Regions from separate parts of the Pelodiscus sinensis genome. Here region 2 is linked to region 1. The links are chromatin contacts, called in public Hi-C maps. All regions are on one chromosome and are shown on one strand. Each heading gives the region's core, a stretch centred on a gene start, on an enhancer-like site or on the middle of the called end of the contact. The rest is flanking DNA. Distances are from core to core; before and after follow the strand shown.

Region 1 (3,725 bases), core at 338-2,837:
ACGCATGTGTGTCAGAATTAATAAAGGAAACACAATATGTGCAATGGCAGCACCCTCTGCTGACAAGAAACTGTCTACACTGTATGCAGCTAGCCCAATCTGCTCCTTTGCAGGGCAAATAGGAATAACGTTGTATTCAGTGATAGAAATGTAGCCGTGTTAGTCTGGGGTAGCTGAAGCAAAATGCAGGACAATGTAGCAGTTTAAAGACTAACATGTGATTTGTCCTTTTCATATGTGTTCATTTTTTTTAAGTGTATCCTTTGGTATACATGGTTGTGACTATTTTCTTCCACTATTTGATCTGAGGAAGTGGGTCTGGCCCACGAAAGCTCATCATCTAATAAACCATCTTGTTAGTCTTTAAAGTGCTACATTGTCCTGCACGTTGTATTCAGTGTTGTAGTAGCCATGTCAGTCCCAGGATATTAGAGCAAGCAGGTGGGTGAGGTTATGTCTTCAAGGAGACCAACTTCTGCTGGTGAGAGAGAAGCTTTTAAGCTATCCTGTTGCCTTTGACTCTCTAGACTAAGATCATAGTAACCAGAGGTAGAAAATAACAAGTGACTGTCATGTGTTTCCCCATACAAAAGCAGAATACAAGGCCCAGCTGGATGGGCATGGCCATTGATCCTACACAGGATCTTGCGGGGACTGTACATTAACTCTGATGAATGCCTCCCAGGGGTAGCTGTGTTAGTCTGTATCTGCAAAGAAAACAAGGAGTCCTGTGGCACCTTAAAGACTTGCAGATTTATTTGGGTATGAGCTGTCATGAATAAACCCACTTTGTCTGATTAATGTGATATAGCATGGGTTGGGTGCCAAGATCTGGGAGAGTACTCATGAAGGGAAGCATCTCTGTGGACAAGTGGGGAGTGCCCTGTGGGGTGGGGGGAACAAGTGGGGGAGGTTCTGTGGGGAGACAACTGGGGATGCCTTGTGTGTGGGGGGGACAAGTGGGGAGCCCTGGGGGGAAGGGGACAAGGGGGGAGGCTCTGTGAAGGGGGACAAGTGGGGGGGTCCTGAGGGGGGGGAAACAAGTGAGGGAACCTGTGGGGGGGGCGGACGACAAATGGGGGATGCTCTGTGGGGAGATAACTGGGAGATGCCCTGTTGGGGGGAACTAGTGGGGGGTCCTGGGGGGGACAAGAGGGGGGGAACAAGTGGGGGATCTTGAGAGGGGGGCAAGTGGGGGGCCCATGGGGAGCCCCTGTGAAGTGGGGGGAAGGGGGTACTCTGTGGGGTAGGGGAACAAGTGGGGGCTCCTGAGGGGGGAAATGCCCCATCTGAGTCATATTTCCCCCATAGTCTTCTGCGCCCCTTTGTGCCCCCTCCTAGGAGCCCCCCTGTGCCCCCGCCTCCTTTCAGTGCATAGGACTCTGTCAACCAGCCCACAATGGTTCCTTCCGCACTCCCATTCCCCTGCCCGCACAATGGTTCCTTCCGCACTCCCCTTCCCCTGCCCGCACAATGGTTCCTTCCGCACTCCCCTTCCCCTGCCCGCACAATGGTTTCTTCCCCCCCGGCCGTGTTCGCGCGGCGGGGCTGCTGATAACGTTTGTTGCCAGGGGGACCGCCTCGCGAGATCTCAAACCCGCCCCTCCCCTGTCCCAGCCGCTTCCCAAGATGGCGGCTAACGCGGCGGCCGAGCCCCGGCTCCGCACGCGGGACGTGCTGATCCCCGGCGGCCCGGCCGACTTCGGGTCGCTGCTGCTGTCGGCCCCGGTGCTGGCGGGGCTGGAGGCCGCCGGGTTCCTCCGGCCTTCGCCGGTGCAGCTCAAGGCCATCCCGCTGGGGCGCTGCGGCCTGGGTGAGGGGGGGGCCGAGAGTCGCCCCCGGCGAGGGGAGGGGAAAAAGAAGGGGGGGGGGTTTGGGGGAGAGGGGACCGGGAATCATCCCTGGCGGGGGGGGGGGGGGGGAGTCGCCCCCAGCGGGGGGGGGGAAGAGGCGGGGGGGCCTCGGGGGGGGCAACGGGAATCTGAAGTTTCGGGGGGAGGGGGGGAAGCAGGGTTTGCCAAGGGGAGGGGTCTCGTGATGGGTGGAAAGAGGAGGGGGGAGCAAGGGCTGGCGGTTTGCTCCTGCAGGGGAGGGGAGGCTGGTGGAGACTTGTGCCTCTGTCCAGGGTACCGGGAGGCGTCCCAAACCCAGAGTAAAGCCCCTAATAAAAGTGCATCACCTGGGCGAGGCTGCTGCCTGACTCGAGCCTTTCAAACCCTTTCAGATCTTATTGTGCAGGCAAAATCCGGCACTGGCAAAACCTGTGTGTTCTCCACCATTGCCCTCGATTCCCTCATCCTGGAAAACCCAGCAACCCAGGTGAGCCTCCCTCAAGATGTGGTGTGGCCTGGGAATGTCTGCAGGTCCTTGTCCAAGCTGTTTCAATAACCATAGAGATGATCACCTGGACCTCAAGTTTTACACTGAACGCCATGTGCAGGACAGGATATTGGTCAATTTAGTCTGGGCTATGTGGCTGTCCACATCTTGAATGAAGTTCAGCATGTGATTCACTGTCAAATCTCAGTGCGTTGGTGCCAGAAGTTCCTACTGAGAATGCAGTGCTATGGAGCTCTTGACTTATTTTGTAATTGATGTTCGTAGTAGATAGCTTGATAGGTTATAATGAAATTAATATGGGGTGGGGCCATAAGGGAAACATACATGCTTTTTTGGTTGGTCATTTTTAGGTTTACAAGCACAAAAAGGCACCTTGTTGGCTTGACAACCTGTGTGATAGAGTTCCGTGTATATAATTGAATCCGTGTGCTTCAGGTCTGCTGTACAGGGTTGAGGGAATTGAGTCTCAAGTTATTGATTTAGGGGATGAAGGAGAGAACCTGTTCAGTAAAAACTGGACTTGACTCCCAGCAGGTGTTATTCAAGGCATGAAACAACAGGGGTAAAAACTTTGTCACTGGCAGCCTACATTATAGTTAAAAAGGTGATGTAGAGGTAAAAGATCTGTCTCTAATCCAGTGAGCCATCACTGTCCCTTCAAAGCCAAATTCTTTATTATTTCAGATCCTGGTCTTAGCTCCAACAAGAGAAATTGCAGTGCAGATTCATGCAGTTATCACAACTATTGGAATCAAAATGGAGGGCTTGGAATGTCATGTCTTCATTGGAGGGACTCCTTTGAACCAAGACAAAATGAGACTAAAGAAGTGTCACATAGCTGTAGGCTCTCCAGGTAAGAGCACATTTGATTGATTCTACTTTAGTCACAATTCAGTGAGACACTTTTCAACAGTCAAATAATTGGTACATAGATGTACTCTTGAATTCTTGATTTTTTTTGTTCCATTGTTACGGAACAGTTTCAAAGTCTGAAGCTATAGAAAATATGACCAGAGAAGTATTTTTAGTGAGTGATTACTCTGAATGTTCTATTTAAAAAAGATTTATTAAATAAGTGGGTTAGGTAAGGACTCTTTGATTTGCAATGAGTGTCCTGACTCAACTAGATTATTTTCATGAATATTTTTGGAGCTCAAGTTTCTCTCTCATCATGTAGGTCGCATAAAGCAACTCATAGAATTGGACTGTCTGAATACAGCCAGTATCCGCCTTTTCATTCTTGATGAAGCTGACAAGCTTTTGGAAGAAGGCAGCTTCCAGGAACAAGTCAAGTAAGAACAATGCTAGTATTTCTCTCATACATCTAGCAGCTGTTGAACGTGCAAAATCTTTCAGCTATTAAATATGCATTATGTGGGATACAT
Region 2 (3,725 bases), core at 711-3,210, 220 kb before region 1:
ATTTTGTCCATCAGTTACACCGAATTTCTGGCCCACCAGTTTTGATTTGAGAATGGGTCCCACGCTTCTCTTGTTAACCGTGCATAATCTTAACATGGTGCTTGAATTATATAGGTAGGCCTTTTGCTTAGACTAACACAGTCTTTCTGTGGCCCTTTTGCACCTTTACCCACCAATATGTTGTTGTAGGATAGGGGATGGTTTGTATTTTATGAGCGTTCACTCACATCTTACCGCTGACCTCACAATTCAAATAAATGTGTAAGCCCAGTTACTCCACCAGAACTCAGTACTGTCTGCCTTTGTGCCATCTTGGTATTTTTCATGCATGCGCTTGGCCCATGTAAGTTATAGAAAAAAAGGCAGATTTGTCTAAATGACTATTATTAGATGTTGCTGTTCACTTTATGCCCCTGTTTCATTTTGACCCTGGGCTGGCATTGCTGGTTGAGTTTGCGTGACCACCCCCAAAATAAATAAAGACACAGATAATATAAAAATCAGGCTACACACCCAACAAAATGACTAACAGATGAAACCATGAATATAAGAACAGCCAGACTGGGTCAGATCAGAGGTCCATGTAGCCCAGTCTTCCGACAATGGCCAATACCAGGTGCCCCTGATTTTCCAGCAGCAGTCTGATTCCTATAGGCAATTCTGAAATGATTGCTATTTTATATATATATTGAGGTAGCATCTAGGGGCCTCAGATGTGTACCAGGATTCCATTGTGCTTGCTACTGGGCTAGCACTGAGCTACGACACAGTCTCTCTCCCCCACTGATCTGCTTTTAAACTGCTTTTACAAAGAGATTCTCTTTCTCTTTTGGGAACAGATGTTCAAAGCGAGTTTGCTGCTTGAGCAACTTGCCCAATCTGAAGCCACCTCAAATAGATGGGGGGGGGGGGCAGAAGCAAAGAGCATCTGTAATCGCAGAATCATCGAAATGTCGGGCCAGAAGGGCTTGCAAGAGGTTGCCTATTCCACCTCCCAACCCTGAGGCAGGACGGAGTAGAACCTAGGTATTGAAGGGCAGGTCTGAGCTGGGGTGCAGGGACCAGGAGAAGCATTAATTGAACCCCCATTTAGTACGATCACCTGAGTGACTCACCTGGTGGGCAGCTTCACTCGCAGGTACCTGTCGATGGCAATAGCCAGGAGAGACAGGATGGAGGCATTCGTGAAAACCACCATCAGGCAGCACATGAAGAGGCAGGAATAGAAGTGGATGACCACTCCCAGGCTCACCACAATGGCCAGCGGCATGACGAGGATCCCCACAGCTATATCAGCCAGCGCCAGCGAGACGATGAAGTAGAAGGTGTTGGTCTGAAACGCTGGGTTCAGCTTCACCACCCAGATCACCAGGATATTGCCCACGGTGGCGGATAGCGCAATAATGCACTCAACGGTGATGTAAACAGCAGTCAGGCTGCTGTGAGACACGCTGCTGTTTGTCATGGCGAAGAGCAAGCTGTCTCCTTTGCTGGCTCAAGAAACCAAGAGGAACAAGCCCCAGCGGGATTTCCCTCCAAATGAAACCAAACCTCAGCTCTCCCAGTGACTTCCTTTACAATAACTTCCTGTGCAGAACTTTATGTCCCCATGGAATGAGGCAGCTAGCTGGCTGTTACCCCTCCTTAGCATCGCACAGGAGTAAATTGCACCCAGATCTCCATGATGTGCAATCCGTTTGGTCAGTGCCAGGACTTCTCTGTAGCCCCGTCAGTATCCTTCACGCACTCGGGAAATGTGCTTCGGGAGGGTCAGAAATCTTGTCGGGATCTGGCCAAAAATCCACCTGCCTTCTTCACTTGGTCTAGCGCTGTCACTTTTCAGTTACTCTATTTCAGAGCTGCAAGCAGGTTTTTTTTTTTATTTTAAGAATTACCCATGTCAGTCAACCACATCTGACTGTAGATAAGCAACTTCTACTCTTCTTAGGAAGTGAAGTAGTTAAGAGGAAGTCATGAGGATATTCTGTTTGATTTCAGCCTCCCACTTGGCTTTGAATGCATTTTCAGCTCCTGCTGTGTTAACCATCAACTAAGAGTCTGAAGAGGCGGGGTGCCTAGTTATCTTTGTGATGACCTTCTGAGACAGCTATGCACCAGGGGACACTGCTGTGACTAGGGTGGTCCTGTCATAATGCAGAGGCAAGGCCTTCTCAGTGGAAGAGCCTAGGCTGTGGAAATTATTAGCACTAGACATCAGAATCAGTTCAACCCTAATCATGTTCAGAGAGCAACACATGGTTTTAGTCGGTTCTTCACGTTCTTAGGCCACATCTCCACTTGCCGCACTGGGAATCGATCTTCTGGTGTTCGATTTAGTGGGTCTAGTTAAGACCCGCTAAATTAAACACTGAGGGTAGCTTCAGTTGATGCTGGTACTCCTGGCAGTTGCGAAGAGTAAGAGAAGCCAACAGGAGTGTTTGCTCCCCTCAGCTTCCCTCTGTGAAGATGGTGCCAAGCTCGTCTTAAGGTAAGACAACTTCAGCTACATGTTTTATGTAGCCAGGATTGCATACCTTAACACAATCTTCAAGGTCTAGTGTAGATCTGGCCTTAGTCTCTGCATCTACATAATATGATGACAGATACAAAGGTCTCCTTGCCATGAAACTGGCAAAGAATGAGTTCATGGCTAGAGGAAAGAAAAAGGAAAGAAGTAACAGAAGAAGGCAGCAGGGAACTAGGAGAGACAGAGTGATATGTTGGTAAGAATAACTAAACAAAGCTGAAAGCATGTGAGTTTGTTAGGGAAAAGCGTTTCTATGACCCTTAAATTTGCATTTCATTTAGACCTACAGATAGACACATGGTACCCTAGGGATGGCAAATATAACCCACAGTGGAATGGTGGGATGAAAACTATTGTTGATCCCAAACTTTTATCCAGGTCCCAAGAGTGTCTTGTAAAAACACAGAAATCCAGCCTGAGTGATACTGATATTTCAAGGTCCTTTCTAATGGTGTCTGCTCCCAGTAACATGTCTGGCCTTTAACTGCCAGCTTTGTAATGGTCTATATTGCTAGCTTCTCTGGGGAGTGCTTTCCTCTTCCGAATGTAAATAACAAGCCATGTTATGATAAACACAACGGACCGGGATATAATCATTGGAAGGCAACACATCCAACAGTCACTTTCTTAAGCATCCATTGTCTCTGAGCTGACATTGTTCCTGACAGCAGCAACAGTGCTGTGGAAGTGAAATCAACCCAGCCTCTTCCGTGGTAAGACAACTGGTGAAAACATACACTGAAAAAGCCAAGACACTTCTGCTTAGGAAATACAGATACTGCGCCACCTTCATCCTGTGTGTAGACACACTGAAATCAGTGGTGTCGCTCCGGTGTAATGCCGAGCAGAACTGCCTAGTGAATAGGCATTAATCTGGCTGCATTGGGCTGGGATTGAGGTTCTTTAGGGGCTAGGTCCAATGTCCACCAAAGCCAAGGGAGCAGATCCTTAGGGAACCTCAGTTATATCTAATCCATTGACATCAATCGGGATAGGAGGCCTTTGTAGATGGTGGTGCCATAGCCGAGGCTACTGATGCAGAGAATAAGCCTTAGTCAAAGACTCAGTTCTGACTTGCAATGAGCACACAGAAGAAGTCAAGGCACATGCCATTCACTTACACCCATGTGCTCCTAGAGCATGGGCAACGAGAAAGCCGAGGGCAAGGGGCGCATGCTAGGAATTAGCTAATAAGTAA

Evidence for each region. Hi-C and Micro-C count contacts between places; a contact is called where the count stands out from the background.
Region 2: a contact with region 1 is called in a Hi-C map of liver, with 5 times the contacts expected there. The contact joins the promoter of ADORA3 here to the promoter of DDX20 in region 1. A contact is called at or near these places in 3 of 5 Hi-C or Micro-C datasets (liver and an unstated tissue).

What each region holds. Positions count from the first base shown.
Region 1 is chr27:2,912,262-2,915,986 of ASM4963464v1, reverse strand. It overlaps DDX20 (DEAD-box helicase 20), which reads left to right and starts at 1,587. Exons shown (of 11, transcript XM_075910073.1): 1 at 1,587-1,813; 2 at 2,225-2,319; 3 at 3,025-3,193; 4 at 3,518-3,632. The coding sequence starts at 1,630.
Region 2 is chr27:3,129,500-3,133,224 of ASM4963464v1, reverse strand. It overlaps ADORA3 (adenosine A3 receptor), which reads right to left and starts at 1,960. Exons shown (of 2, transcript XM_006118822.4): 1 at 1,116-1,960. The coding sequence starts at 1,465.